Regions from separate parts of the Mus musculus genome. Here region 2 is linked to region 1. A link is a contact called in public Hi-C data. All regions are on one chromosome and are shown on one strand. The core of a region is the stretch at or near the end of the contact, and the rest is flanking DNA. Distances in the headings are between cores, read along the strand shown. Region 1 overlaps Gm32968 (a long non-coding RNA gene). Region 2 has its middle 65 kb from the start of Gm51556.

The links. A called contact is a pair of places that touch in the nucleus more often than the background predicts.
Region 2: a Hi-C map of rod photoreceptor shows a contact between it and region 1, with 2.8 times the contacts expected there. The contact joins two enhancer-like sites. A contact is called at or near these places in 2 of 15 datasets of contacts at CTCF or cohesin (both in embryonic stem cells), 40 of 484 Hi-C or Micro-C datasets (the G1E-ER4 cell line, the HL-1 cell line, the Patski cell line and 17 more), 12 of 115 datasets of contacts at active chromatin or transcription factors (the HPC-7 cell line, the SCID.adh cell line, cardiomyocytes and 7 more) and 1 of 9 other capture datasets (embryonic stem cells).

The regions. Positions count from the first base shown.
Region 1 is chr8:120,333,555-120,336,472 of GRCm38.p6, forward strand. It overlaps Gm32968 (a long non-coding RNA gene), which reads left to right. Exons shown (of 3, transcript XR_388103.3): 2 at 2,499-2,672. It also overlaps a transcript of Gse1 not described here. Among named protein-coding and RNA genes, the nearest start is that of Gm32968, 7.3 kb to the left of the region's middle. Within about 2 kb of position 1,532, at least 170 of the 459 cell types and tissues checked have an H3K27ac peak or open chromatin away from gene starts, as enhancers often do. A contact at or near this core is called in the HPC-7 cell line, the SCID.adh cell line, cerebral cortex and 4 more, where this site is marked.
Region 2 is chr8:120,424,360-120,427,277 of GRCm38.p6, forward strand. It overlaps a transcript of Gse1 not described here. Among named protein-coding and RNA genes, the nearest start is that of Gm51556, 65 kb to the right of the region's middle. RefSeq lists an enhancer at 1-2,918. Within about 2 kb of position 1,397, at least 104 of the 459 cell types and tissues checked have an H3K27ac peak or open chromatin away from gene starts, as enhancers often do. A contact at or near this core is called in the HPC-7 cell line, the SCID.adh cell line, cerebral cortex and 4 more, where this site is marked.

The DNA of each region.
Region 1 (2,918 bases), core at 282-2,781:
GGGCTGCCTGTTCTACATAACATCTTTTATTCAAAAAATGCTGTCCTAGAAATCAAGACTGTCCCAGCTTATGTGGCAAATGGCTGCCATTGGCCTATCATTCCTACTGGGGAGAGGCAGGAACCTCCAGCAAGTGATCTAGCATCTCTGTTTCTTGGTCGCCCTGTGCATGCAATGGAGGTCACTTCTAGAACTGAATAAGGGCGTGGCACCCAGATACTGTGGGGGGTCCAGTCATCTGAAGCTGATCTTGCCTGGCCATCTTGCCTCCAGCCTCCTATGTGCTGCCGACCACAGAACAGCCCATGCTCCATTGTTCACAGACCTGCAGTGGGGTGGGTGGGGTGGGTGAGGCTAGGTGGGACCACCTGTGGAGGCCTCTGCCTGGGGCTGGAAGAACCGCTTCCAAGATGGCAGAGTGGCTAGCAACATGGTGGGGCCTCTTGCCAACTTGTTCTATGGCTTGTGGGTCTGGTTTACTCTTCCTGCCTCCTCCCTCTAGGCAGTTGGGGTTCCTGGTTTGTGGAGCCCCAGAACCAAAGTCATCACAGTCAAGAGCCAGATACAGAAGTCACAACATTAGCCCCTTCCTCTTCCAGACACTGTGCCGTCTGTGCCATTGCCCTAGAAAGTTCTGGAAGGGTACACGGGACGGGAATTTCTTTTTTTTCTTTTTTTCTTTTTCTTTTCTTTTTTTTTTTTTTTTTTTTTTGTGGTGGTGGGGTTTCAAGACAGGGTTTCTCTGTATAGCCCTGGCTGTCCTGGAACTCACTTTGTAGACCAGACTGGCCTCAAACTCAGAAATCTGCCTGCCTCTGCCTCCCAAGTGCTGGGACTAAAGGCATGCGCCACCACACCCACCCAGATGGGACAGGATTCTGACTAGCTTGGTCTGGCTCACATTTCCTTTGTTCTTTCCCTGTGAGCCCAGGGGTCAAGGTTGGATGGCTAGGTGCAGGTTCTCTGATCCTGGCCATTCTTCCTGTCATTCTACGAATTTACAGAATGTGGGTCACTCACTCACCCTCTGGGTTGACGTTGAGGAAGGATGGCATCCTGAGAAGGTGCCCAGTTGTTTGTTGTCACCTAGCTGGGGTCACTGGCCACACTTGGGTCCAGTGGCTGTGATTAGAGGGATCCCCAGATTTTCGGTCTCCCTTTTATGATGACTGCACAGGGTGACTCTCAGCAAAAAACTGACTCTTAGTTTGTGCTTGACTGCTCTTAGCTGAAGGGTGTCCAGTGGCCAGGGTCTTTGCTTGCCTGAGCAGGAGGCACTAGAATGCTCTTGCCCAGGAAGGGGAAGGCCTGGGGAACCTTGTGGCCTGGGAAGGGAGAGAGAGGCTAGCGGAGGGAAGAGGGAGGGGGAGGATTGCAGGAAGGGAGGCCTCCCCTCCACCCACCTTCCTGAGGTACCCCCACTGCAGGAAGAACCAGCCGAGTCAGATAAAGGCCCAGCAGGGGCCAGAGGAGGCTTTCCCACAAAGGAAGCTGAGAGGAGGCCTTTCTCTCTTGCCTCCGCACTCCAAGGGCCTTTCAAGCTATTCAACGCCTCCAAATGGGTGGGCGGGGCCTCTGCCTCCCAAGCAGCCCCAAGGCACATCCATTTATTTAAAAGGAAAAAAAAAAAAAAACCCACACACATCTTGTTCTAGAATATTCTGCCACAGAGTGCCTTTTTTTTCCTCTCTGGGTCCTGCTGTGTCTGGGAGGAGGGGAGCTTGAGACCTGAAAGCTGCCCTGTGGTAGCTGTCCCTTGTTGGAGTCAACAGCTCCCTCCGGGGACCTCCTGTAGCTGATTGGATGAGTTCTGCCCCAGACTGCCCAGTGCTCCTAGCTGTTGCCACCCCCAGCTTGTGGGGGGGAGGAACGGTTGTTCCAGGCTGTAGAATTAGCTTGTGCCCTCTGGTCTGCAGCCCCTGAGTATTGCATGTTTTAGTGGCCTCTGCCCCCTGCCTGAGTCCCGAGGGACAGCCCTCCCTTAAGTATGGAGATGTTGCCAGCTCTGAGATTGGCCAGCCCCACCCGCTAAGGAGGTTTCATTTCCCCTAACACGGACCTGGCAGTGCCATCAGTCTGGAGCGAGGTATCACGCTTGACCCAGGCCTGGAGTCTGTGGGCTCCAGGGTCCTGGCGGGGCTCAGTAAGAAGCCCTGGGGGCACTGCTAGCCTGGTGAGGCAGGAGTGGCTGGCGGTGCCAGGCTCATTAGCCCGCCTGCAGAGGGGATTAGGGAGCCAGCCCGCCGGGCTGCAGTTATTAAAGGCTCCGTGCTAGGTAAACACCAGGCGCTTCCTTACAGAGCCGCACCTGCTAATTAGAGGGCAAGGAGCTTATTAAAACAGTAACTCTGGGGAATGCCCAGCAAGGAGGAGGGAAGAGTGACGTTTGGGGACAGAGGGCAGGAGGCTGGGGCAGAGGGGGTAGGAGGTGGGAGGGAGACCCTCCCTCTCTGGAGGCTGAAGATATAGAAGCCCCTGCTTTCTCCATCTCTCCCCAGGCTGTTGGCTTTTGGGACCCATGTGTCCTTCCCGGTGACAGTGATTGTGGGTTACATACGATGTCCAAAGGCCATCTGTGTGAGGTCGGGCAGGGCCCCCCCGTATCCATGTCCGGATCCCCAGGGCCGCGAGAAGGACAGTGTGCAGATGGCCCACAAGATTACACTGGGCTGGTGAGGTGGGGGGAGGGGTGGAGACAAAGGGGAGGCGGCAGGCATAGAATGGAACTTCAGATCTGTGATAATGGACTTGTGGGGTGGGAGAGGCAGCCACTGGGGACAATCCTCTCTGGAAGCCAAGACGATAAAGCAGGTGACCCCCCGGGCAGTGGGGAGGCCAGCCCTGCCAAGCCTGAGATTTCAGCCCCTAAGATCCAGTCAGAAAGAGGTCTGGTATGTTTCTGAGCCTCTAGATTTGGG
Region 2 (2,918 bases), core at 147-2,646, 91 kb after region 1:
GTGTGTGTGTCAGGGGGTGCAGTGGGGGGAAGGACTTCCGAGGAAAGCTGCCCAGCCTGCCTGCTGATGTTCAGGGACCAGGGCCTCGGAGTGCCTCCGTACCCATGACTGGCAGGGAATAAAGTCAGGAGACCAGGGAGGGCCACCCAGCAGGAAAGTGGGCAGCTGAGACCCCAGCTCAGGAGGAAGCATCGCTGCCCCAGCCTGACAGTCCAAGGCGGGGAGGAGCCTGTGTGAGGGCCAGACACCCAGGACCCATACACCCACACAAGCCTGAGGGTGTTTTTGCTTTGAGACAGAGCCAGCCTCAGCAGAACACTGCTCTACCAGGTCCTGTGCCTCTGGGAAGCTGGCTTTCCCTGGCGTCTTGATCTCAAGACCACTGCTGTCCCAGGGTCTGATTCCTTGTTGCAGGAGCCTTTCTGGATGCCAGAAGCATTCTGTCCCCCAGTGCTGAGTTAAAGCTGCAGGCTTTGTTGGCAGAAGATGCCCTGTAAGATATATTTCTCCCCCCCACTGAAATCCCCTACAGCCTTTCGACTTTTTGAGATGGAGACCCCTGGTAGTGTGGTGGTGTGGATTCCGCCAGGCATGGGAGCCTTTGGATCCAGTGTGAGCCCTATGTGGCCTCTTTGGAGGTAGGGGTGGAGTTGGAGAGACTGTGTATGCAAGCAAAAATCTGCCTTAGTGGGAATCACCGTCCCCTGCAGTGGATCCCAGGATAGCCCTTAGATGCTGCTGTGGCCCTGTGGCTCTTGCCCCTCCACCACCTGCTGAAGTCCACGCACCTCCTCCTGGCTCCCCCTCCCCCAGGTAACATTACTGCCTTTGCTCCTGGCAGCTCTGGAGAGAGGGAGCTCTCCCTCCTCCCACCCAGCCAGCTCTCAGGCTTTAGGCCACAGTGATTTAGTGGGTGGGAGGAGGAAGGCAGTTGGAGAGCCCTGGAGAGCCTGCTTGGCATATCATCAACATTAGGTGGGAAGGGGGAGCCAGCATGGCCCCAGTGGGAGCCTGGAGCGAGACATTGCAGCCCCAGGGAGGAGACCGTTCTGTGGGGGCAGCTGTCACTCAGGCCACACACATACAAACACCAGGGTCCTAGAAGCCTGGGGCTGGGGGGTGGGGGGAGACATCCAGGCAGCTGCCCCCAGGCAGGGCTCAGCCCTAGGCCAGGAGCTCAGTGGGGGCAGAGAAAGGGATCAGGGAAAGGCCCCACCTGGCCCTGTTTTCTCCCTCCCTCCCTCCCTCCTCTCTCTCTCTCTCCCTCCTCCTCCCACTCCCCCCTCATCTCAGATGGAAAACACAAAAGGAAAATGAGCCAGGGCCCAGGTCTGGAGAGCCCCAGCCCGCAGGCTTAGAATGAAAAGCAGCCCCAATTAGAGGCTTTGGAGCCGCCAGCTTGATGCTCCGCAGTTGAACTGTCACTGCGGAACCTTAATTAGCAGTGGTGGGGGAGAGGTCAGGACTGCTCAGCAGTCTTGACAAGCATTATCAAGTGCACAGGGTAGGGTGGGCAGGGTGCCTCGGGGGTGACCGAGATGGAACTGGAGGGAGGGGGGAGGAGCCCAGAGGCTCCCAGGCTGACACCCTCTGCTGTCCTGTGATGCCACCACACATACTCAGGGATCTCAATGCTGCTCTCCTCCCTCCCCCGCCCCCCATCTCTAGAGAGCCACAGGACACTACATACTAGCTAACTCCAAATCACCTGCCACTCACTGTCTGGAAGCACCTCAGAGTCTGTGTATCCCAGAAGGGGCAGTGTAGCATACTGCACATGAAGACATGGTTGTCTCTGCTCCAGGGTCTCAGTAAGTGTGTTCCCCTTGGGAGAGGAGGATGGAGACTTAGGCAGCCCTCCCATCTCCCCCATTTGGCACACCTCCTCCAGGCCAAGTATGCTTCCACACACACCCTGATCCTCAGCCTGTTACTCAGAAAAGCAGCCATCCATTTGTTTTGAACTGATAAGTCTCCATCTGTGGCCTGTGGTCCTCCTGAGCCTGTGGTCCTCCCGTGCCTGTGGAAAAGGCTGGGGAGGTCACCTGACACCTGCCAGGCTGGAGGCCAGGGCTCTGCAGTGGCCTGACCATTAGCAACCTAGGGATAAGGGTCAACCCCTAGCCCTCTTGTAGCAGGGATGAAGCAGCAGGCTGAGATCCAACAGGCAGAGCTGCAGGTGGCCTTGGTTGTGCCGATAGGGAGTGGGAGAGAGATCTCTGGCCTCTGCCCGGTTTCTCACCAGCACTTGCTGTAGCTCTTTCTTCTGCAGAGCTCTATAGCACCAGTCACCCCGAGTCATGTGGGGAGAGTCACAAAGCAAACCCTGTCTGTACCTCGGAGGGCTGAGTGACACACCAAGGGAGGCCTGCGGGCAGTGCTGCAAATGAGGGTGGGCAGTCAGGACCACTGAGGTGCCCCATCCAAGAGGCCTGATGGTCACAGGAGTCACTCTGGAGCTCTCTAGTGACAAGAGCAGGGATGGTTGATGGTCCCAGGACAGCTCCTTATGCTTAGAGTTGGGGTCCTGCCTCTCCTACTGGTTTCTTCCTTCCGGGTGGGTCGGTGTGGGAAGGGAGAAGACCGTCCTCTGCCTGGGCCGCCGTGCCTGGTCTCCTCTCTGCATGCACTCACGGCCTGTTTAAACTGCAGCTTTGAAAGCTTTCTGCCTTTTGGGAACTCAGAGGGAGGCATTTGTGGAGAGGCCCCGAGCAGTTGATTATAGTCCAGTGGGTAAAAAGAGCTTAAGGACAAATCCGGGCCATCAGATGTCGGCTTAGGCGATTTCCAGGGCTCCCCCAGCAGCAGAGGTGGGGGCGGGCGGCAGCTCTTACTTCCAGGGAGGCCTTTTCTCTGAGCCAGGCAAGCCTCCAAAACTCGCCTCCTGTTTCCGGTTTGTTCACCCACTTCCCTCTGCC